3 separate regions of the Mus musculus genome follow, and all the other regions are linked to region 1. A link is a contact called in public Hi-C and promoter capture Hi-C data. All regions are on one chromosome and are shown on one strand. The core of a region is the stretch at or near the end of the contact, and the rest is flanking DNA. Distances in the headings are between cores, read along the strand shown. Region 1 has its middle 7.6 kb from the start of Gm25869. Region 2 holds the start of Bcl2l15 (BCLl2-like 15). Region 3 has its middle 54 kb from the start of Olfml3.

Region 1 (2,756 bases), core at 168-2,667:
AGGATGAATTTTAATTTAATTTTTTACATTACAGTTTTGAAAATACTTACCTATTTGTTTTTTTTTAAATGGGTACCAAAGTGTGTGTGTGTGTGTGTGTGTGTGTGTGTGTGTGTGTGTGTGTGTGTGTGTAGGTCAGAGGGCAGTATTTAGAGGCCATTATCTCCTTCCATCACTGTGGGTCATGGAGATGGGACTCCGGGTTATCTGGCTTGGTGGGGGTGCCTTTACTATTTAGTTATGTCTCTGACTCAGGATGAAATTTTTAAAAGTTACTTTTAATACTTTTCGATTTTGCTTACATATCTTGTTTTGTTTTGTTTTGTTTTGTTTTGTTTTGTTTTGTTGATTTTTTGAGACAGGGTTTTTCTGCATAGCCCTGGCTGTCCTGGAACTCACTCTGTAGACCAGGCTTGCCTCTGCCTTCCAAGTGCTGGGACTAAAGGCGTGCGCTACCACACCTGGCTTGCTTACATATCTTACATGTAGCATTTCTAAGACCAATGAAGTCATTGATTTTTATTAAAAATTGGAAGGAAATTGTTGGAAAAAAATTGTCTCTGTAGAGAGCCAACACTCAGAAGTCAGTGGGTTGGAAGTGACCTGGGGAACTACTGAGTGCCACTTTATGATGTGAGGAAGAAGAGGAGACCCAAGCAGTGACTTGCACAGACTCCCTATTCAGTCCCTGGAAAAGGAAAGCCATCAGTTATTAGTAGTCAATGACTGGTCCATCATCTCTTCTCTGGAGTGTGGTAGGAGGACTTACTGAGTTCTATTGTCCTGCTGTTCTCAAAATGTAAAAGACTGAATTGGCCCTACCTTCTCTAGCACCTGGGAGCCCTAACTGTGTTCAAGACAGGAAGGACAGAACAATGGAATCATGAGCCTGGCTTCTGGGCACCTTAGCAAAGTGAGAAAGGTTTCTTCTGACCCTTTACGTTTAAGTTCCTTGCCTGGATGTCTCCCTTCTTCCTGACCTAACCAGAGAAGCCGCGTGTCTGTAACACAAGAGCCCTTTGACAAACAGAAGGATGTTTCCAGAGGAAGGACCCAAGAGTCCTCTTGAAAATGGAGTCTCTAAGGCGGCTGCTGTGCTCTGGAGAGAGAGCGATCAGCTCTGGAGGCTTTAAGTTGCCCTCCAGGTTGCAGATCGCCCCATCTCTTCCTAATCATAGAAAGAATTTCTTGTTGGATTTTTTTCAAGTGATTTTCTGGGAGTCATCAAAATGGCTGGGAGTCCTGCTGTAGTTAGGGAGGTCTGTCACAGGACTTTGTCAGTTGCTAGAACTCTGGAGGAGGAGGTCTCCTGGGTCTGGTCTGCCTGCCTTTGTGTGGTGACTTCTCCCTGACCTCTCTGTGTGTGATCTCTGCCAGACCCGCTAGCGCAGAGCTCCTTTTCAGTAACTCTTCCCTGACATTGTGCTGAGCCCACTGTTTCCCAGCATTCAGTGGCTCTCTGGTGACCTTAATGGGAAGGGAGCCAGCCTCCGGCAAATCTCTTTTTTTGACAATAGAGAAACATGACTGGGAAGCAGGCAATAAATACAGATCCAGGGCAGCAAAGATGGAAACCTGCTGTTTTGTCCAGCTGCATCAAGGCATAGAATCATGCAGGAATCTGTCTTGTCTGATTTGACCTGCTCATGTTCCTGCATGCATTCTTGCTTTCTCAGCTGCCAGCAGAGGGCTGGAGAGGTTTGTCTGTAATCCATCTAGCCCTTCCTGTCTCTTCAACATACCACAGATGACTTCAGGAGTTAACAAGCTGCCATTAAAGTCATGTCTCACTCAGGATATGTTTGAGGGTATGGCAAAGAAACACAACCAGGCAGGGTTTGAACTGTTTAGGAAACAATGTATCCTTTACTGACACTCCAGACTCTTTAATTGACTACATCCTATGTACCAGGTACTGTATTCAGTTCAGGGCAGCAGAGTAAGGGGGTGTGGAGATATTGCATGTAGGGAAGTCTCAGGGGTTCTGAATAGCTACAGTAAGGGATAACATATGGCTCCCATTGTTTTTGGGGGGAGAGTGAGAGAGAGAGAGAGAGAGAGAGAGAGAGAGAGAGAGAGAAGATAAAAATATGTTGGCTCATGCAGTTCGATTCTTAATGAAAAAGATGGAAAAGCAAACAATGTGCTCAAAGCTGGGTGCTGTGAAGACAGAATGTGGGAGCTGAATCAGCGAGGAGAATGGAGGCAGTGGAAGTTGAGGTCAGGTCAAGGAGGATTCTCTGAACAGGGGAAGCTGGGACTCAGGATGAATGGTGGTGAGCCCTCCAACCCCTGCAGTTAACAGTGGATGAAAGCAGACTCCAGACAGGGCCAGCAGGATATGCAAATGCTTGCAGGCACGAGGGAAATTATGAATACATTGTATTGATGGGAGAAGGAGCCAGCACTGTGTGTCTCTGTGTGTGTCCCCGCTAGCGTGCATGTGTAAAGTAGGGTGTCTAGGGAAACAGAAATGAAGTAAGATTGACATTTCTACCCTGGGCTTCAGGGGACACTGTGAATCCAGTAGGACTGGAAACCGCTCCAAGCACTCAGATCTTAGCTGACCCAAAGGAAAGTCTGCCCGCTATTTAAGGCAACACCCCATTTCCAGGACGCAGACCGCTCCCTGGAGAGATGCCCACTCACATCCGAGCTTACAGATCTCGCTGAAAAGCCCTTGCGTGGCTTTCACACAATCAAGATCTCTGTTTATAAAGAAGGAACCATCTTCAGGGCCCACAGACGGCTTCCCC
Region 2 (2,756 bases), core at 67-2,566, 410 kb after region 1:
GCGTCCAAGCCTTCAGGCCTGTCACGCAGACTTCACTCGAGTGGGTGTGGCATCCGTCTATCTGTCTGTCTATATTTGTTCTTTTGTTCATTCATTCATTCATTTAGAATGGGCAGAAAATAGAATATTGCTTCTGACTATGTTGCAGGATAGAAATCCCATTCTGAATAACTGACCTACTGTTGATGCTTGAATTTCTTACTGTTACAATTGAAGCTGTTTATTTTACTGGAAAAGAGAAATGTGGGTGTTAGGTTTGCTGGTAGGTTAGAATGATGTATCTGAGACCCAGACCACAAAGTCTCTCCAGCTAGAGGCTGCCTTATTAATGAAGCCAAGCCCAGATTTGAGAATAGGGCACCGCTGTGCTTGAAGGAATGGGAATCTGGGCAAAAGAGAAATATTTTCAAATCTTATTTTCTGTGTTTTTGAGACAGGGTTTCTCTGTGCAGCCCTGGCTGTTCTGGAACTCACTCTGTAGATCAGGCAGCCACTGCAGGCGAGTGTTCAAGCCTGAGTTCTCCTAAAAACAATAATGAAGTTTAATACTTCAGGACAAACTTCTTGTTAAAGAATGAATCACGGTTTCCTGATTACTAAGCTTTGAGCTAAACAAAGGATATTTACCATTTGCCACATACCAGACATTGTCAGATCATTTCAGATAGTGTTATCTTAATTTGTATAATTTCCCTTTGAAATATCTTGTTACTTTAATTACTCAAATGCCCAACCAGGGTTTTTCCTCCACTGTCCTGGCCTTTATCTTTGCCAGCCTTCCACGAGTCTTAGTCCTTTACTTATTTTATTTTATGTTAGTTTTGCCTAATAAATCCCTAGCCTCAGATGTCACTACTGTAAGGCAGCTTCCCCAGCCTATTGGCTTTTGTCCTCTCCTCATCCACCGTATCTCAAGGGCACAAGAAGCTCTGTGATTTGTCAGTAGCTGCCATTTCTGCTGAAATGTACACTTCACAAGGAGCCATGCCTGTGTCATTTTCTGTGTTGTCTATAGTGCCAAGTATAGTCTTCTACATACAAATGTTCAGTAAATAATTTGTCTAATTGTGCCAAAGGGATGCCCAAGTCAGAAGTTGACCTCTGGTATCTCACCTCCCTTGAAATTACATCAGTTACAGAACCTAGCAGGAAGTATTTCTTAAATTACTCAAGAGAACCTTCTTCAATTCATTACAATTGCTCAACTTACCTCTTCAGTTTATTTCAGCTATAGATAGTTTATCTGTAAGAGCTATCCATTACTCTTACATACTGGCAAGGGTGTGGTTCTGAGATAAGGAACTGCAAAGTCTTTGTCATCCCCTTTGAGCAGTTTCATTTGGAAAGTTAATGGGAACTATTTTAGGACATATCCAATTAGGAAGCAATAAGAGGTAGGCAGCCACAACTGGTTTGCCAGGTTCTCTAACTTCCTGCTAAGCTTTGTGGAGAATGTCTAAAATGAAAAACCCTCGGACTTTTGAGGAGCAAACAGAATGCATCGTGAATTCTCTACTCAAAGACTTCAGGACCCCACTATCCCACGCTGCTAACCGGAACCTATCGGGTGCAGATGAACCATGCTCAGGTAAGGCTCCTAATCTGAGGTGGTGATTACAGGTGGGTAATAGAACCAGAGTCTGCTTCCTCTAGTTCCTCTCAAGCTTTAAAAAGCGAGTCCTAAACTTTTAGCAACATTTGAAATAAAGGATCTTCTCAATAGAGAAGATTATATGACTGCTACTACTGAGAATAGACAATGACAAAACTGTTTAAAAGAATTGCAAAAGTAGCAGAGGCTAGCCTGGTCTACAGAGTGAGTAGACAGCAAGGGGTACCTAGAGAAACCCTCTCTCTCGGGGGTGGGGGGTGGGGTGGGGGGTGGGGGGGGACCAACTATAGAACATTTCTGTTTTGCTGGGATTCAGGAGACTTTCCGTTCCTTCAACATGGTGAACATGTTTTCCCTGTCTTAGGAGAGGATTACTCTTTTGATGTGGCTATCATTGTTGGCCGCCTTCGAATACTGGGTGATCAGTTCAATGGAGAGCTGGAAGCTTCTGCCAATAATATCATTGCGGTAACCATTGGAGGACAGGTCAGATTTTTGCTTTTTAATGTTGTTTGCTGTTCTATTCTATTTCAAGCTTTAATTTCCTCCCTCCTTCCTTCCTTCCTTCCTTCCCTGTTTCTGTATACTAAAAATAGAAATATTCTGTGAGGATTTGGAGGTATATGTTTGTTCAAGAAGCTATAGAGGGAAATGTGATTGCTAATTCTTCAGACATTAATAAAAACCCAGTACTATAGAAGGAACTCATCTTTATCAGAGCTGCCCTTTGTGTGCATAGATCATGTTCATAGTTAACTATTCTTTGAAAATAATCTTTTATGTATATTTGTTATTATTAATTATTACTATTACTGTATGATGTGGGGAGGGGGACACATGTGCCACTGCATGTCTGTGGAAGCCAGAGGACAATATTGTGGAATTCTCCCTTTCCACCTTTGTGTAGGTTTAAGAGATTGAACTCGGGTCACCAGGCTAGTGTGGCTAGTATCTTTATTCCATTATTCATATTTTTAGTGCTTAATTTTGTTGGGAGTGGGCTCTTCCCCTTATCCCAGGGTCTAGCAGTAAGATTCAGAAATATTGCATAGTTTAGAAATCTGATGCAATTAGAGTTAACCTCTTAAAGGAGCTTGCTGGCTTCTCATCAGAACTCTGATTACTGGCAATAGCACTTGGACTT
Region 3 (2,756 bases), core at 106-2,605, 260 kb after region 1:
TGGGAACTCCCACTCAGCCTTGTTTTCCAGCCTGTGAGGCACTGTTTGGTCTCAACTCACTGCACAAATGACTAACACTTCCTAAACTCAGAGATGAATCAGCCAGGTTACCAGCTCCTGCCATCCTTCACACAGGCCCGCTGACCTCCTCCAGTGTCAAATGCAGTGCAGCGCAGCCCAGCTCAGCCTGGCCCTGGTTTCCTGGAAATGCAAATGCATCTTGTCCCTGTCTGCCCACCCAGAATGTACTCAAGCCCACATTTCCAGACCAGGGCATCCCAGGTTTGGGTTTTTCCCTTCTTATTTTGCTTTTACTCTTTTGCTGTACAGCACTAATGAAGCCATCTTCTGCAATGTTCAATCCCCATGTCTGACTATAACAAGATCTGCCCACAACTGAGCAATACAACACACCCCCACATCCCATAGAGAACCTTTGCAATCTATTATATTGTGACACCACAGTTCTCTAAAAAAAATTTTTTTAAACACACAATAACAACAAATAAAATTCCTTCCAGGGAAAGAGAAAGCTCACTCCCACTTCACAGACACCCCCTTCTCCCCCCCCCCCCCCCGTGAGAATTAATCTACCTAAATCTCAAAGCCTCAAAGTTCTGGGCCTAGCCAATAGCCAAGCGCCTGTAATGGGCTCCCCAGCTCACCCCACCTCACCATCCGCCCCAATTTCTTCAATCTGCTCAGCAACCAGAGCCATTAAATCTAGAAAACTAATTTGCAAGGAAAACAATGAAAAGGGCAATAGTTTCTCGGTCGGATTCTAATGTAAAGTCCCACCAGGACTGGAGCGTTGTAAAGCCCGGGGAGGGGTGCCTGGAGAGAACCAACGATTAACACTCAAAGCCCCAGCGCTTCGGAAGCTGACCCGATGCAAAATGGAAATCTGCCCTATCCCACGGGGGCCAGCACTCAGGTTCACATTATTTATCCTGCAAACCGAGTTGCTAATAGCAAGCAATCACCGGCTTGCTCCCCCGCAGATCAGGGGGAGCCTGCAGAGTTTGCAGAGCCATCCCAGGACACCTGTCTGGGTTACTTAGGAGCGGTGCTGTTCGGGAAAGGGAAAGGCAGGGAATAAAGCTGGAGAGTGGGAGGAGAGGACGAGCCAGAAAGGCCAGGAGGGGCTGAGCCGCAGGGAACGCAGCTGGTGGTCTTTGCCCAGCCCCTATAGACAGCTGACCTTGGTGTGTGTCGGGGTGGGGGTGGGGGTCGACTCTGCCATGGTCTGTTCCCCAGGGATGGGGGTGGCACTCGGAGATTGGTAGATTCACCTTGAGTCATCCAATGAGTCACTAGCAGAGGGCAGAAATAGATCTTATGAGCCACTGTTCTTGTCACAGCATCTTGTTTCTGCAACCAAGACTCCTAGGAGGGGAGGGATCAGAGTGCTGCACACAGCCAGGCTGGTTCATTTGATGAGAGGACTTCTTCCCAAGTCTGCTCCCATTCCCAAGGGAAGTGATTAAGAGCCAAGAACCAAATCAAATTCTCTGGCCAAGTCAGGCACTCTCTTCACATCAAGTACACCTGTTAGCCATCCCTACCGAGCAACGTCAAGTCCAGCTGGGATCCTCAGCTCTCGTGGGAAGCACACGCATCCGGGAAAGTTTTCTCTTTCCTCTTAACTTGTAGTCTTTTAGGGCTTAGGACAGAAATACAGCTGTCTACCTGACATCCCATACCTTCAGCCCAATGTCTTCAGAAAGCAGATGTAATCTTGTTAGGTACCCATTCATGGCTTTGTACTGTTTGGAAACTTAGCCTTTATTATTATTCAAGTACAGTTGGCTTTGGAAAAAATAGTTTGTTCTCAGTTTTCAAGAAAAAAGCAATCTGCCACACTATCCAGAGCCACATGGGGACACCTATGGGCATTCAGGAATAGGTAGGAACAGAGGGGAGTCCCCCTAAAGTCCTCTGCAGTATGGACCCATTGAGTAACCAGGTGTAGAATTAACTACATTTCAGCTTAAGCTGGAGCCTAGACACTGTTCCCAGTTGCCTCCTGGCTGACCGTGAGGAGATTAGAGCAGGTGGAGGGAGGTCCAAGGTGTGAAAGCCTGATTTTTAAAAAAGTATTTTGGAACATGGACTCTGCATTGGCTGATTTGTGCACAAACAGACCTGAGCAAGCAGTTTACGGTGTCTGATAACTGAGTGGTCATAGAAGGAAAGGTTTCCAAGAGACAGCAAAGCCCCCTGGGGACAAGGCATTTGTCAAAAGAACATCACAGGTGCTGCAATTACCTTTGTAGATGCTGCAACCATTTTATGACCCTAAGAGAAACCAGTTCTGGAGAAACTAACACCAGCACAGTCCCTAGGCCCAGCCTCTGATGTTCTCACACCATGAGCTAGCAATTGCCTTCCTGCTTCAGCTGCTTCTAGTCCATCAGTATTCTATACTAAAAATACCCTAAGACCATCTTTTCAGCTTACTCTAAGATCTGCCTGTGTTCTTGTTGCACTAGATTTGTTTATGTTGTTGAACTAAAATTGCTCTTTAGAGAATGAGTTTGATGTTTAAATTTACTTCACCCCACCCCAGCCACACCCCCATCCTCACCTCACCTCATCCCACCCCACACTCACACCCTCCACCCCAACCCCCTCCCCACCCTCCCCTCTCCCACCCCACCTGGGGATTACAGGAGCTGCAGATGGCACAGAGTGTGGCCCATCACATTATTTTCCAGTTTTGAAGGGCTTGGCCTCACTTGTTGCTATAGAATCTT

The links. Promoter capture Hi-C pulls out the DNA fragments that hold promoters and counts their contacts. Hi-C and Micro-C count contacts between places; a contact is called where the count stands out from the background.
Region 2: a promoter capture Hi-C map of embryonic stem cells shows a contact between it and region 1, with 2.3 times the contacts expected there. The contact joins the promoter of Bcl2l15 here to the enhancer-like site in region 1. A contact is called at or near these places in 10 of 39 promoter capture datasets (3T3-L1-derived adipocytes, cranial neural crest, embryonic stem cells and 6 more) and 1 of 115 datasets of contacts at active chromatin or transcription factors (embryonic stem cells).
Region 3: a Hi-C map of the N1E-115 cell line shows a contact between it and region 1, with 2.1 times the contacts expected there. The contact joins two enhancer-like sites. A contact is called at or near these places in 3 of 484 Hi-C or Micro-C datasets (the N1E-115 cell line, nephron progenitors and uterus) and 1 of 115 datasets of contacts at active chromatin or transcription factors (SST interneurons).

Annotation. Positions count from the first base shown.
Region 1 is chr3:103,418,489-103,421,244 of GRCm38.p6, forward strand. No RefSeq gene overlaps it. Among named protein-coding and RNA genes, the nearest start is that of Gm25869, 7.6 kb to the right of the region's middle. Within about 2 kb of position 1,418, at least 78 of the 459 cell types and tissues checked have an H3K27ac peak or open chromatin away from gene starts, as enhancers often do. A contact at or near this core is called in the N1E-115 cell line, embryonic stem cells and second pharyngeal arch cranial neural crest, where this site is marked.
Region 2 is chr3:103,831,380-103,834,135 of GRCm38.p6, forward strand. It overlaps Bcl2l15 (BCLl2-like 15), which reads left to right and starts at 1,317. Exons shown (of 4, transcript NM_001142959.1): 1 at 1,317-1,588; 2 at 1,977-2,098. The coding sequence starts at 1,453.
Region 3 is chr3:103,682,571-103,685,326 of GRCm38.p6, forward strand. No RefSeq gene overlaps it. Among named protein-coding and RNA genes, the nearest start is that of Olfml3, 54 kb to the right of the region's middle. Within about 2 kb of position 1,356, at least 88 of the 459 cell types and tissues checked have an H3K27ac peak or open chromatin away from gene starts, as enhancers often do. A contact at or near this core is called in the N1E-115 cell line, where this site is marked.